2 separate regions of the Mus musculus genome follow, and region 2 is linked to region 1. Evidence: chromatin contacts called from public Hi-C data. All regions are on one chromosome and are shown on one strand. The core of a region is the stretch at or near the end of the contact, and the rest is flanking DNA. Distances in the headings are between cores, read along the strand shown.

The links. A called contact is a pair of places that touch in the nucleus more often than the background predicts.
Region 2: a Hi-C map of the N1E-115 cell line shows a contact between it and region 1, with 3 times the contacts expected there. The contact joins two enhancer-like sites. A contact is called at or near these places in 4 of 39 promoter capture datasets (the 3T3-L1 cell line, cranial neural crest, hippocampal neurons and 1 more) and 2 of 484 Hi-C or Micro-C datasets (the N1E-115 cell line and cortical neurons).

The regions. Positions count from the first base shown.
Region 1 is chr10:41,689,417-41,695,260 of GRCm38.p6, reverse strand. Ccdc162 (coiled-coil domain containing 162) reads left to right here. Exons shown (of 48, transcript NM_001358562.1): 2 at 746-910; 3 at 4,802-4,874; 4 at 5,126-5,236. The coding sequence starts at 774. Among named protein-coding and RNA genes, the nearest start is that of Mir3473b, 22 kb to the right of the region's middle. Within about 2 kb of position 3,165, at least 7 of the 459 cell types and tissues checked have an H3K27ac peak or open chromatin away from gene starts, as enhancers often do. A contact at or near this core is called in the N1E-115 cell line, where this site is marked.
Region 2 is chr10:42,721,069-42,726,912 of GRCm38.p6, reverse strand. No RefSeq gene overlaps it. Among named protein-coding and RNA genes, the nearest start is that of Gm15199, 31 kb to the left of the region's middle. Within about 2 kb of position 3,367, at least 25 of the 459 cell types and tissues checked have an H3K27ac peak or open chromatin away from gene starts, as enhancers often do. A contact at or near this core is called in the N1E-115 cell line, where this site is marked.

The DNA of each region.
Region 1 (5,844 bases), core at 1,916-4,415:
CAGACTGCAGTCTGGCCATGGGCATTGTATTGATTGATGTGCTGTAAAGATCACTCTCCAGTAGGAACAATATAGTACCCCCCAGAGCTGTGTCTCTAGTTGCATATGTAGCAGAGGATGGCCTAGTCAGCCATCAATGGGAGGAGAGGCCCTTGGTCTTGCGAAGATCATATATGCCCCAGTACAGAGAAATGCCAGGGCTGGGAAGCAGGAGTGTGTGGGTTGGGGAGCAGGGTGGGGGGAGCTGGTAGGGGGCTTTGGGAATAGCATTTGAAATGTAAATGAAGAAAATGAAAAAAAAAAAAGATCGCTCTCCTGTAATCTCTGGGTAATAAAAGGCTAAACCTGTGACTGGGCAGGGGAGAGAGGAAGGTAGAACTTAGTATCGAGTAGGGGGTCTCAGGTAGGGACCAGGAGAAGGACAGATGAGGTAGAAGGAGGTGGTCGCCACGAGGCAGGATGGATCATGAGACTGGACCATGATCACATGGCCAATAGGAGCTCTCATTGAGGACACGCATGAAATAAGACTCAGTTGACAAGTAACAGGGCATGTACGTGGTTATTAATAGCTTAGCCGGGTTATAATAGTCTCAGAACTTACCCAGTTTAGGTTTACAGCTTATTAATATATTCTGATGTCTCTGTGTTGTTTACTCAAGAGCTAAATGGGAAAGAGTGGAGCAGAACCCCCCCCCCCGGCCCCCACAAAATACTACAAGAGCCTTGTGCTCTTCTTTTACAGAGATTCAGAAAAGCAGCGCATAGAAACCATGGACAGCGTGTATAAGTTCTCCTCCACAGAAAGGATAGTGCTGTTGGAGAAGGAGCTGGCGGTGAAGCTGAGTGAATTGAAGACTGAGGTAGAAGATCAGGGACTCTTTCCAGGAACAGGCAACCGGATCTTCAGGTAAATTCAGTGTCAGGTGGGGCTGCTGAGACGTTTCCCTCCCCTTCCCATCCTATGATCGTTCTGCCCTGAGCTTTTGCTTCAAAAACAGTTGACGTCATGTCCAGCTTAGATAAATGACACTCAGTGACAGTTTTCAATGTCTTTCCCCCGCTACTAATGGAGCCCAGCCTTGCTTAGCTGTGGAGATCAGATGATGTCTTAGTTAGGGTTTTACTGCTGTGAACAGACACCATGACCAAGGCAAGTCTTATAAAAAAACAACATTTAATTGGGGCTGGCTTACAGGGTCAGAGGTTCAGTCCATTATCATCAAGGTGGGAGCATGGCAGTCACCAGGCAGGCATGGTGCAGGCAGAGCTGAGAGTTCTACATCTTCATCCAAAGGCTGCTAGTGGAAGACTGACTTCTAGGCACCTAGGATGAGAGAATTAAGCCCATACCCACAGTGACACACCTACTCCAACCAGGTCACACCTATTCCAACAAGGCCACACCTCCAAATGGTGCCACTCCCTGGTCCAAGAATATACAAACCATCACAGATGAGATCTGGGTGCTAAGGCAGTATACCATAGAGCATGTGCCTTTTATGTCAAGAATAGTCATGATAGATTGTAAGCAACATCTTATCTAACAAAGTGGGGAAATATTACGCCATTTTCCTAAGTTTCAGAAGCTACTATATAAATGAAAAGTTTCATTTTGTTCAATGACACTTGGTAAGACACTTAAAAGCTGACATAATGCTAGATATTTGGCGGTGGGTTCTGCGAAACACTGTTCTGTCAAGGGCCCTTTTGGAGGTCATTCCTGCTGCTCATAGCCATCAAGTTGCTTCAAAGGAGCAGAGGACCTGGATCACTGAGTCTTTCCAGCCCAGGCCTTTACAACCATGTCTGTTAAGATGAGAAACCTGCTGGTTTGAGCAAGTGTGGTGTGGATGGCCAGAGGTGTCTGGAGGAGATCAGGGAATGACCGTATGTTCACACATTTCGACTTCATTCCAAAGTGGATTTTAAGAACAGGCAGTCTAGATGTTTTCCTTGGTGTCTGAGGTAGATGCAGGATGAGGAGTGAGGCAGAGGGATGCTGGGACCAGGCAGGTTAACAATGCTCTTGATCCTTTATATGCAAATGAGGCAAAAGCGGCTGTCCTACCACAAAGATCACTGGACAGTGCACACTATTTTGAAAACTATGACATTCCAGAGATAATGTTGATATCGCAACTTTTATGCCCTACAAGGACTCTGGGCTGTGCCACATGACAGGAAGGTTTCTAAAGGGACTTTGAGAGAGCAGTGATGGAAGATCCTATATTTCTCCGTGACCCAAGCCACCCTCCACTGTAGCCATCTGGAAGAATCTAAATGATGCTGTTTTCTAGGTGTGGTAAACGCCCACTCTGGTGGATCACTTAGAAATCTCTCTTATCACCCAGCTGAAAATGACCCTTCTTCTCCTTGTTCTTCCTCCGTAATCCCCATGTGCTGTGTGTGAGCACGTGTAAGTTCAGGCTGGAGGTCAGGGGACAGCCGAGAGTGTCAGCCCTCACCTTCTGCCCGTTTGAGACAGGTCTTTTAGCCACTACTGTGTATGCCTTGCTAGCTGCCTCTGAGCCCTCCCATCTCCATCTCCCCATTAGGAGAACCAGGATGCAGGCGTGCACACCGAGTCTAGCTGGGGACCAGTTTAGACCTTCACACTTGCATAGCAGATGCCTTATCTGCTCTGCCCATCTTTTCTTTCTTCTTCTTCTTTTTTTAATCAATTACTTTATTTAAATTTTAAAACATTTTACGTTCTCATTTAACACCCTGAGCCCTGGACCTTGCAATAGTTATATGTCCATGAAGCCCTCTGGATAAGTGGACAAATATCACAGGAGCAGCATTTGCTGAACTAAGAGCATCTCCTGTGAACTGGCTGCTTACGCTCTGCCGCCTCCTTTAGATCACCCACAGGTGCATTGAGGTTAAGGAGAGGAGTGACATAGCTAGAGACACAGTTGGGCAGCCAAGCCCGTGCCTGCTCTGGCTCCCAGCACATCAAGGATGAGAGACAAGAATGCAAGGGAAACCTCCTGCGATTTCCTGTCAATAGCTGCGTCCCTGTCTTGTGGGTCATTGCTTCTCTGCTCCATGAAGATTCAGAAAACAGACAACATACCTGTCATTGATGGCTGATTTTACTCTCAAGATCTTCTTCTTCCTGCTCTTCCTCCTCCCTCCTTCCATCCCTCCCTCTTTCCTCCCTCTCCACCAAGGGCTAGGAGAAGAGATAAGGCATGGATTGTCTCCAACTGTCTTAGTCAGGGTTTCTATTCCTGCACAAACATCATGACCAAGAAGCAAGTTGGGGAGGAAAGGGTTTATTCAGCTTACACTTCCACGTTGCTGTAGATCACCAAAGGAAGTCAGGAACTGGAACTCAAGCAGGGCAGGAAGCAGGAGCTGATGCAGAGGCCACGGAGGGATGTTCTTTACTGGCTTGCTTCCCCTGGCTTGCTCAGCTTGCTCTCTTATAGAACAAGATTACCAGCCCAGAGATGGCACCGCCCACAATGGGACCTCCCACCCCTGATCACTAATTGAGAAAATGCCTTACAGCTGGATCTCATGGAGGCATTTCCTCAAGGGAGGGTCCTTTCTCTGTGATAACTCCAGCCTGTGTCAAGTTGACACACAAAACCAGCCAGTATACCAGCTTCAAAAACCTGACACCAAGTGTCCAGGTGGGTGTTTAGGCTTCTGTGGCCCTAGGGACTTGCTGGCTTGGGCCATCCTTGCCCAGTGACCCTGCTGATCTTTTCTGTGGCGTCCCAGTCCTATTGCTTATACTGTCAAAGTGAGAACATGTATTTCCTTTTCTTGCCTTCTGTTCCCGCCCCTTAGTATTGGAGACTGAACCCAGGGCCTTGCCCATGCAAGACAAGTGCTCTAGCCACTGAGCTACGCCCCAGTCTCTTAACAGAGCATTTAACAGAAGTACTGTCCAACAAGGGAGCACATTACCAGTGCATTTTACAACATTATCTCAGGACTCTTGGGGCCAAGCGGACAATACCAAAGTAAGCTTACTGCTATGTCCCTCTGGCTCCCTCAAGTGTATCTTAGAAATATCACTGTGGCTCCTTGGCCAGGGGCTGCAAGCTAGGAATCTGCTTTGCTGCTGTCCTCTGGCATTCCCAGGGCTGCCAAGCCTCACGTTGCCCATTGAGCTCCATGGGGACAGCACTAATCTTCTGTCCTCGAGCTCCACTCCTCGCTTGTTGTCCAGCTTAGGGAAGGACTCCCTTCTCTGGGCTTGAACAGCCCATCCTCCATGTCTGCTCTGTGATTCCTAGGGTCCAGCTGTGTTCCTGAGGCAGCAAGTGTGGTTAAAGTTTTCCTAAAGGATTTCCCATTTGATAGTTCCATGTCGTTTCTACCTTCCAACAACCCACCATGAACATAAAAATAAAAACATTTTGTTTCAGTGATTAAAGTGTCAGTGTTCTATATCAACTAAAAAGACAACAAGGTTTAATAAGCACACTGTGTGTCAGACACAAGATTTCCCCTCTAAAAGGAATACAAGTGTGTGTGTGTGTGTGTGTGTGTGTGTGTGTGTGTGTGCGCGCGCGCGCGCATGGGTGGAGTAGGGGACTGGGGTAAATCAGAGGAAAGACTCTGGAGAGGAGAAAGAAACTGGCCAGGGAAGGGTTAGCAGAGATCAAGTATATCAAAGTAGAAGAGGGTGGCCTTTATACCCCACCACCACCATGGGCCAGAGTGACATTCCTTCTGGAAAGGTTGGGAAGGGTCACAGCGATCAGGCTGGCCGCCTGCTATCTGCTCTATCATAGCATCCCGTAACACAGCTTCTGTTGCACAAACCTCCCCGCAGCTCCGTTCAAATACCAAAGGATGTCGCTCACTTTAGACGCGAACGGGAAGCGGCTCTGAAGAGAACTCTCCAGGTGAGAGGGGGGCATGGGCGGAGTCAGGAAAACAAGTTCGATTTAGCTAAGGGAGAAAGAAGTTCGCAGGAAAAGCTCCCCACCCCCACCCCGGCAAACAGCTGATACTTTTGAACAAAACAGCCCCACATCCTGTTCATTGCTAAGCTAAGCAAGTGCGAATCATTGTATCCTTAGATAGATCGGATGTTTTGACATTTGAAATTTGGTAGATTGAGGATGTTTGAAACTCATTCATTGTTTGGGTTTAGGTGGCTGAGTCCAAGCCCCTTGTTATTCAGGCAGATGTCCTCAAGAGGGAGCTAGAGAGCTGCCTAAGGCGAGAGTACACACCGGAAAACCTTCCTCTGCTTCTGTTGCAGGTAGGGTCATCTTGCAATCTGAAAACATACTTGGAGTATATTAGAAAGGAATCAGCAAGCTGACTTTTAGGTAGCTCCTGTGGGCAAGTGTTCTGGAGATGGGTAATTTGCAGACTTGGTGTAAATGCTTTCTTCATCAGAGATCATTTCGTTCTCACAGCTAAGTTCAGCTTAAACTTGTTGGGCTGAGAGATTGACCGGGTCTGCCTAAATACTGTTTGTGCCGGTCTTCCACTCTGCAAGGAAAAAAACAACCTCCATCTCCCAAAGGCCAAAAAACAAAAACAAAAACGTTTATTTCTGAAAACCACTCTTAAGAAAATAATTCAAAGTAGGAAAATAATTTGCATTAAAATTCCTGCAACATTGTAATAAGAGTGAGAGATGGAGACAGGAGGGAAGAAGGGAAGGAGAGAGGGAGGGAGAAAACCAGCCAGCCTTACTACCGTCAAGAGAAAAGCAAATCAATGTAGATTGCTATTTGATAGACTATTGTCCTTCCATCGAGTGTTGTTGTTTTTGTTTTGTTTTGTTTGCAAAGGAATTACTTCATCTTGTGATATTAATTAAAACTATGTATGCACATTTGATAATATTGATCATATTGA
Region 2 (5,844 bases), core at 2,118-4,617, 1.0 Mb before region 1:
GGATTAAAGGCATGCACCACCATGCCCAGCCAAAATGATAATCCCTTAAAAATTCTGTACACGTATGATGCAGACATAACCATCCTGGACATCCTGTGTAGTTGCAGATGAAGAGGCACAGAGAACAGCTCAAACCACACATGCTGAGAGAGGCTGGGCTTCTGGGAGACGGCCGGGGGTTGCAGCAGGATGTGTAGAGTACTACTCTGTTCTCACATTTGCAGAACAGCACTTGGTGTGTTGCTTTTGGAACTTTCTGGAAAATGCTTTTCCAGTTTTGGGTTTGTGAGGTTGCTTGTGGTTTTGGATTTTGTTTGTTTCGCAAGTGTTTCACTCTTGTAAAATACTATGTAGCCAAGGCTGGCTGGGCTCAGCCTTGCTATGCAGCCCAGGCTAGCTTCAAATGCATGACTCATGCCGGAGCTTTCCAAGTGCTATTACAGGCATGCCTCACTATAGCCTACTAACTTTCTGGAATTTTATTAAATTGTTTTTCTCACTCCACACTGTTTGAATCCAAGGATGCAGCACCCTTGGACACAGGATAGGAAGGGGGCAACTCTCCAGTTTACTTATTTACCTATGCATGGCTTGTTTGCCCCGCTAGCTTCCCAACTGGACAGGCATGAGAAGGTGAAACCGTTCAAGTACCAGCTCCCACCCCCACATAGTACACAAAACACTAAGAGAAGGAAGGATAGACAGATAAACAAATGGATAACTATGGAAAGATTTTAGTCATGGGATATTTATAATCATCTTGCATTTGGTATGGTCTCTGGGAAGGAACATGAGATTAAAGATAGCAGACAGACACCAGGTGTCTTAGTTAGGGTTTCATTGCTGTGAAGAGACACCATGACCAGGGCAATTCTTAAGAAGCCAAACATTAAATTGGGGCTGGCTTACAGTTTCAGAGGTTTAGTCCATTATCATCATGGTAGGAAGCATGGCAGCATGCAGGCAGACATTATGCTGAAGAAGGAGTTGAGAGTTCTGCATCTGGATCTAACAAAAGCCAGGACCAGGGTCCCTTTCTACACTGTGTGCAGCTTGAGCATAAGAGTCCTCAAAGCCCACCTTCACAGTGACACACTTCCTCCAACAAGGCCATATCGATTCCAACAAGGCCACTTTCCATGGGTCAAATATATTCAAACTACCTCTCCAGGTAACCCAAAAAGGAGCTAGATTCCAGCAACACTTATGATCAAAGCAAGAGTATTACCTGATCAACTGAGATTAGAGTTTGTAATAAAGAATGTGGCATGATGGCTTTCAGTTGCTTGCTTGTTTTTTTGTTTCTCTAGTTTTGGTTTTTGAGACAGTGAAGCCTTGGCTGCCCCTGAACTCTTTTGAGGTCAGCCTGTCTCTGCCTCAGGAATGCTGGTATTTAAGACTTGCACTGCTTACTACTCCTGCCATGATAGATTTTTAATTTTGCTTCCTCTTCAGTCACTTCATATATTTAAAAACAGTACATGTTTATTACATTTTAATTACGTGTGCATCTGTGTGTGGGTATGTGCATGTGGATGTAGCTGTCTTTGGAGGCCAGAGGAATTAAAGACTTCAAGCTGGAGTTACAAGTAGCTATGAGGCTCCCAGAATAGATGCTGGGACCCAAACTCAGGTCCTCCAGGGGTGGTGGATGCTCTTACTGAACCATTGCTCCCAACCACTTTATACATTTAAAGCCTTTTATTTTATTATTTATTTTATGTGTACATGTGTGGACCTGAGTGGGTGTATTTAAATTACATGCAAAGAAGAATGTATAATCCTGGAACTAGAGTTACAGGCATTTGTGGGTCAAGATTTCCAGTATAGGTGCTGGGAGCCAAACCCAGCAAAGGCAATGCATGCTCCTAGTTGTCAAACCATTTCCTTACCCAAGAGCTGGTGGAGTTGCTAATAATTTGAAAAATAGGTTAAGATTTATTTATCTATCTATTTATCTATTCATTTATTTATTTATTTATTCTTGAGGCAAAACCTTTTGAACAGCAGTCTGGCTTTGAACTTGTTATGTAACCAGATGTTACATAACATGTAACCAGATGTTATGTTATGTGGCCTTGAACTCCCGATCTTCCTGCTTCCACTTACTTCCCAAGTGCTGGGATTATAGGTATGTGTCACCACACTAGGCAGAAACAATTCTTCTTATACCCCATGAAATAAAATAAAAATTAAATATGAGGGAGAGAGAGAGAGCAATACCATCCGTCCACCAACTTAATACTTTGGTCCAGAGCAAATGAACCATACCAAGATTTTTTTAAGGGGGGACAGGAAGCGTGGCGGGGAGGGGGTTATCCAGCTTACACGTCCACATTGCTTGCTGTTCATCACCAAAGGAAGTCAGGACAGGAACTCACACAGGGCAGGAACCTGGGAGCAGGAGATGATGCAGAGGCCATGGAGGGTGCTGCTTACTGGCTTGCTCCCCATGGCTTGCTCAGCCTGCTTTGTTATAAAACCCAGGACCACCAGCACAGGGGTGGCTCCACCCACAATGGGCTGAGCCCTCCTGAATCGATGACTAATTGAAAAAATGCCTTACAGCTTCATCTCACGAAGGCATTTCCTCAACCGAGACTCCTTCCTCTCTGATGACACTAGCTTGTGTCAAGTTGACACAAAACCAGCCAGTACGGAGTCCATGTGTCCAAACATGGACTCCAACAGGGAAGAAACAGTGAAGCTAACTAAATGGAAGTTAATGCAATTGGTGGGTCTGCCACACCAAGGTTTCAAGAAAACACAAGTAGAAATCACATCCTCACTCAGGAGATCAGCTGAAGTCCTCCAAGCTAAGCCACGCTGACTCCTGGCCTTGGACCTGGGGGAACAATTTTCTGCCAGAGCACTATTGTTTAACAGGCACACTGAGAGCTTTGATAAGCAGGATTTCAACATAAGGGCTGACAGTCATGTTGGCTTGTACAGCCTGCCTACAATTTTAAGAAACCTGTCATACTTAGCCATGCTTGCCTGTGCTATGTTATTAATACAAATTCTTTCCTGTCAATTAGTTAACAGACGAGTAAAAAGAACCCGGCTTAAAAGATTGTTGCTAATGAATATAATGCTTTGTGCTCTGGCAAAACATATGCTTAGGTTATATAATTAGAAGACGGCCCCCTTCCTCCCTCCTCAGCGGCAGAACATGCGCGGCCAAATGAAAGAGCTTATTATACCTGTGGAGGGTCAAAGTCTGTGGATCAGTGGTTTATGGTTTTATGACAGATTACAAAATCCCTGCATTATGTTAGTCAATCTGTTTCCAAGCACCTAGCAGAGAGCTTGCTGGGCAATAAGCACTCTGAAATAGGAGTCCTACCGGCAGGTCAACTGCCGTTGGCGTCACTGGGCCACGTCAGGCAGATCTTTTCTGTCTGGCTTCTGTATCTCTTGGGAGTGAACTCTCCTCAGAGAGGCTCACGCCTCAGGCCACAACCAGCTCTGGGGAGGACCACAAATAAAGTGGGAGCAGTGGCCACTCATGAAATCCCAGCATTTGAGAGGCAGAAACAGGAAGATTGCTGCATCCTGGGCTACACGGCAAGAACCTGTAAAAAAAAAAAAAAGAAAGAAAGAAAGAAAGAAAGAAAGAAAAAGGAAAAGGAAAAGAAAAGTATAAATGAATCTGAAATCTTTGTAGTCCATCATAGAAAAGAAATAAAATACTACTGTCCCCCCTGTGACTTGCCTCCTCTTCCTGACTTTTTTTTTTTTTTAAATCTCTCTTGGGTTCTCATCCATCTCTTTCCAACTGGGTGACAGATGCCTTATGAAACACATTTAGGATGACAGAAGCGGCCCACCTCCACCAAAACCTTCACGTTGACGTTAATGGTCCTCATTTCAGACTGGAGAGGTGGGAAGCTGGGTGGCTGAACTGCCAAAGAGATGATTTCAAGAAAAGCCAACTTTATTTCCTCAACGCTCTTTGAAGACCTCCTCTCAACAACAACTACCTGCCACAGGTGGACACTCCGTGCGGGAAGGGAGGGAGTGACGTGCCACTGGCCTGCTGCCTCTGGCTTCTCTGCTTCGTCTCTTTAACCGCCCCCAAACAGCCATGAGTTTATGAAGAAGAAATCCATTGAGAATGGGTCAAGTAAAATCATGTTCATAAAATGTACTGAGCAAGAGCGAAACCACATTTTCCAGGCACTGTGGTACTATCTAGAGGGCAAGGTGAGAAACTCGTTGTTGAACTCTGTTCCCCTTGCAAAGCCGCAGCCATTTTGTTCCATGCCTGCCAGTCAGGCCATTTTGTTACTGACACAGAAAAATAGCTTGACTCAGAGCAGGGCCAAGCTGACCACATACCCTGTTATGTTCTGAGGTTTGTTAATCCTAAGAAATTCCACAACCATAAGCTCCACTTAGGACCAATCAGAATAAAGGTCAATTAGAACTATCCTATCTAGCTAGCCAAAATAGCTTGAGTTGGAGCCGACCACTGGGCAGCACTTCTTACATGTGTATATAGGCTCATTGTGGGTTTTGCCTTTATAAACTGGTCCTGGGAAACATTCATGGTCACAGTTAGCTTCCAAGTCTAGTCTGTGGCCCTGATCGATCAGTCCTGGGGCAAATGCTCAATAAACTATTCCTGTCTGGCTGAGATCAATGCATATGTGATTTGTGGACCCAAACACCCATATCTACGGGAACTCGGAGAGGCCAAGTTGCTTTCTTATGGTGGAGGAAGAGGCTGTGCCCAGGAAGACGCCAGAGTATTACAAAGTTACTCTGCTTGAAAAACAACCCATTTCCCATCAATGATTTTGCAAGGACCCATTAGGAACCTCAAATACCTATGATAAGGCAAGAAATGAAAGGAGCCTGGGAAGACTTGGAGCTATACAGTGTTACCCAGAAGGCTCTGTATCCATAAGATAAGGAACAAGCCCCTGATCCCATTGGGTGTCTCTCCGGAGTCACCTCTTTGATGACTGACATTGTATTTTTTCCTACATCTTCTTTGTATTTTCACAGCTCTTGAAGCCTTTTAATGGATCTTTCAAAACAGATTGCCTTTGAACTCCACTCTTTTTTTTTTTATAAAGAGGTATTAGCACTCCTGCAGTTCTGCCTGGTGTTTATATGGTGGTTTCTGATGTAAGCAGAGAAGGAAAAAAGATCACTTGTAGGCAGAAAACGAATGTGCTGGGTCTTGAGCATTTGGTGGCATGACAAATGTCACCACCCATACTTAGACTTAATTCCTTAATACCAACTAGCAGTGTGGTATCTGATAAGATACTGAACTTTCCTGAGTCTTGGTTTCCTCAGTGCAAAACTGAGTAACATAAATTGGAGTGGAAAAACCAAAGCCATTCACAGAAAGGGAGAGAAAACGCTGAAATGCTTGCCTCACAAGCGTGAGGACCCGAACTGATTGCCAGCACCCACACTCCAGGCCAGGTGTTGGGGTGTACCCTTGAAATTCCAGGAGGAATTCCGACCAATTGTGGGGCTCTGTACTGTTCTTCTTCTATTCCAAAGAGAGGTTTCTTAAGGAGTGAAGTTTTCCTTTGTATGGGTCTAAGGTAAATATTTAGAACGGAGTTAGGGATCATGCCAGTTTAGTAAAGTGGGAGCAATATGTTCTCTTCTTCTCCCAGCCTCTGGGAGGCAACCAGGGGTGAAGGCAATAGCCTAAATTCTTTGGGGAGTCTCTCAAGACTCCCCTGACTAACAACACAGAAGCCGGGTGTCTCACGCTTGCTGGTAGAGTTCTTATCAGAAGGGCCATGGCTCTGGAGGTGAGCATGCGCTTGTCTTCCCCAAGCAATGGGACTGCATTTAAACTGTATACAGATATGT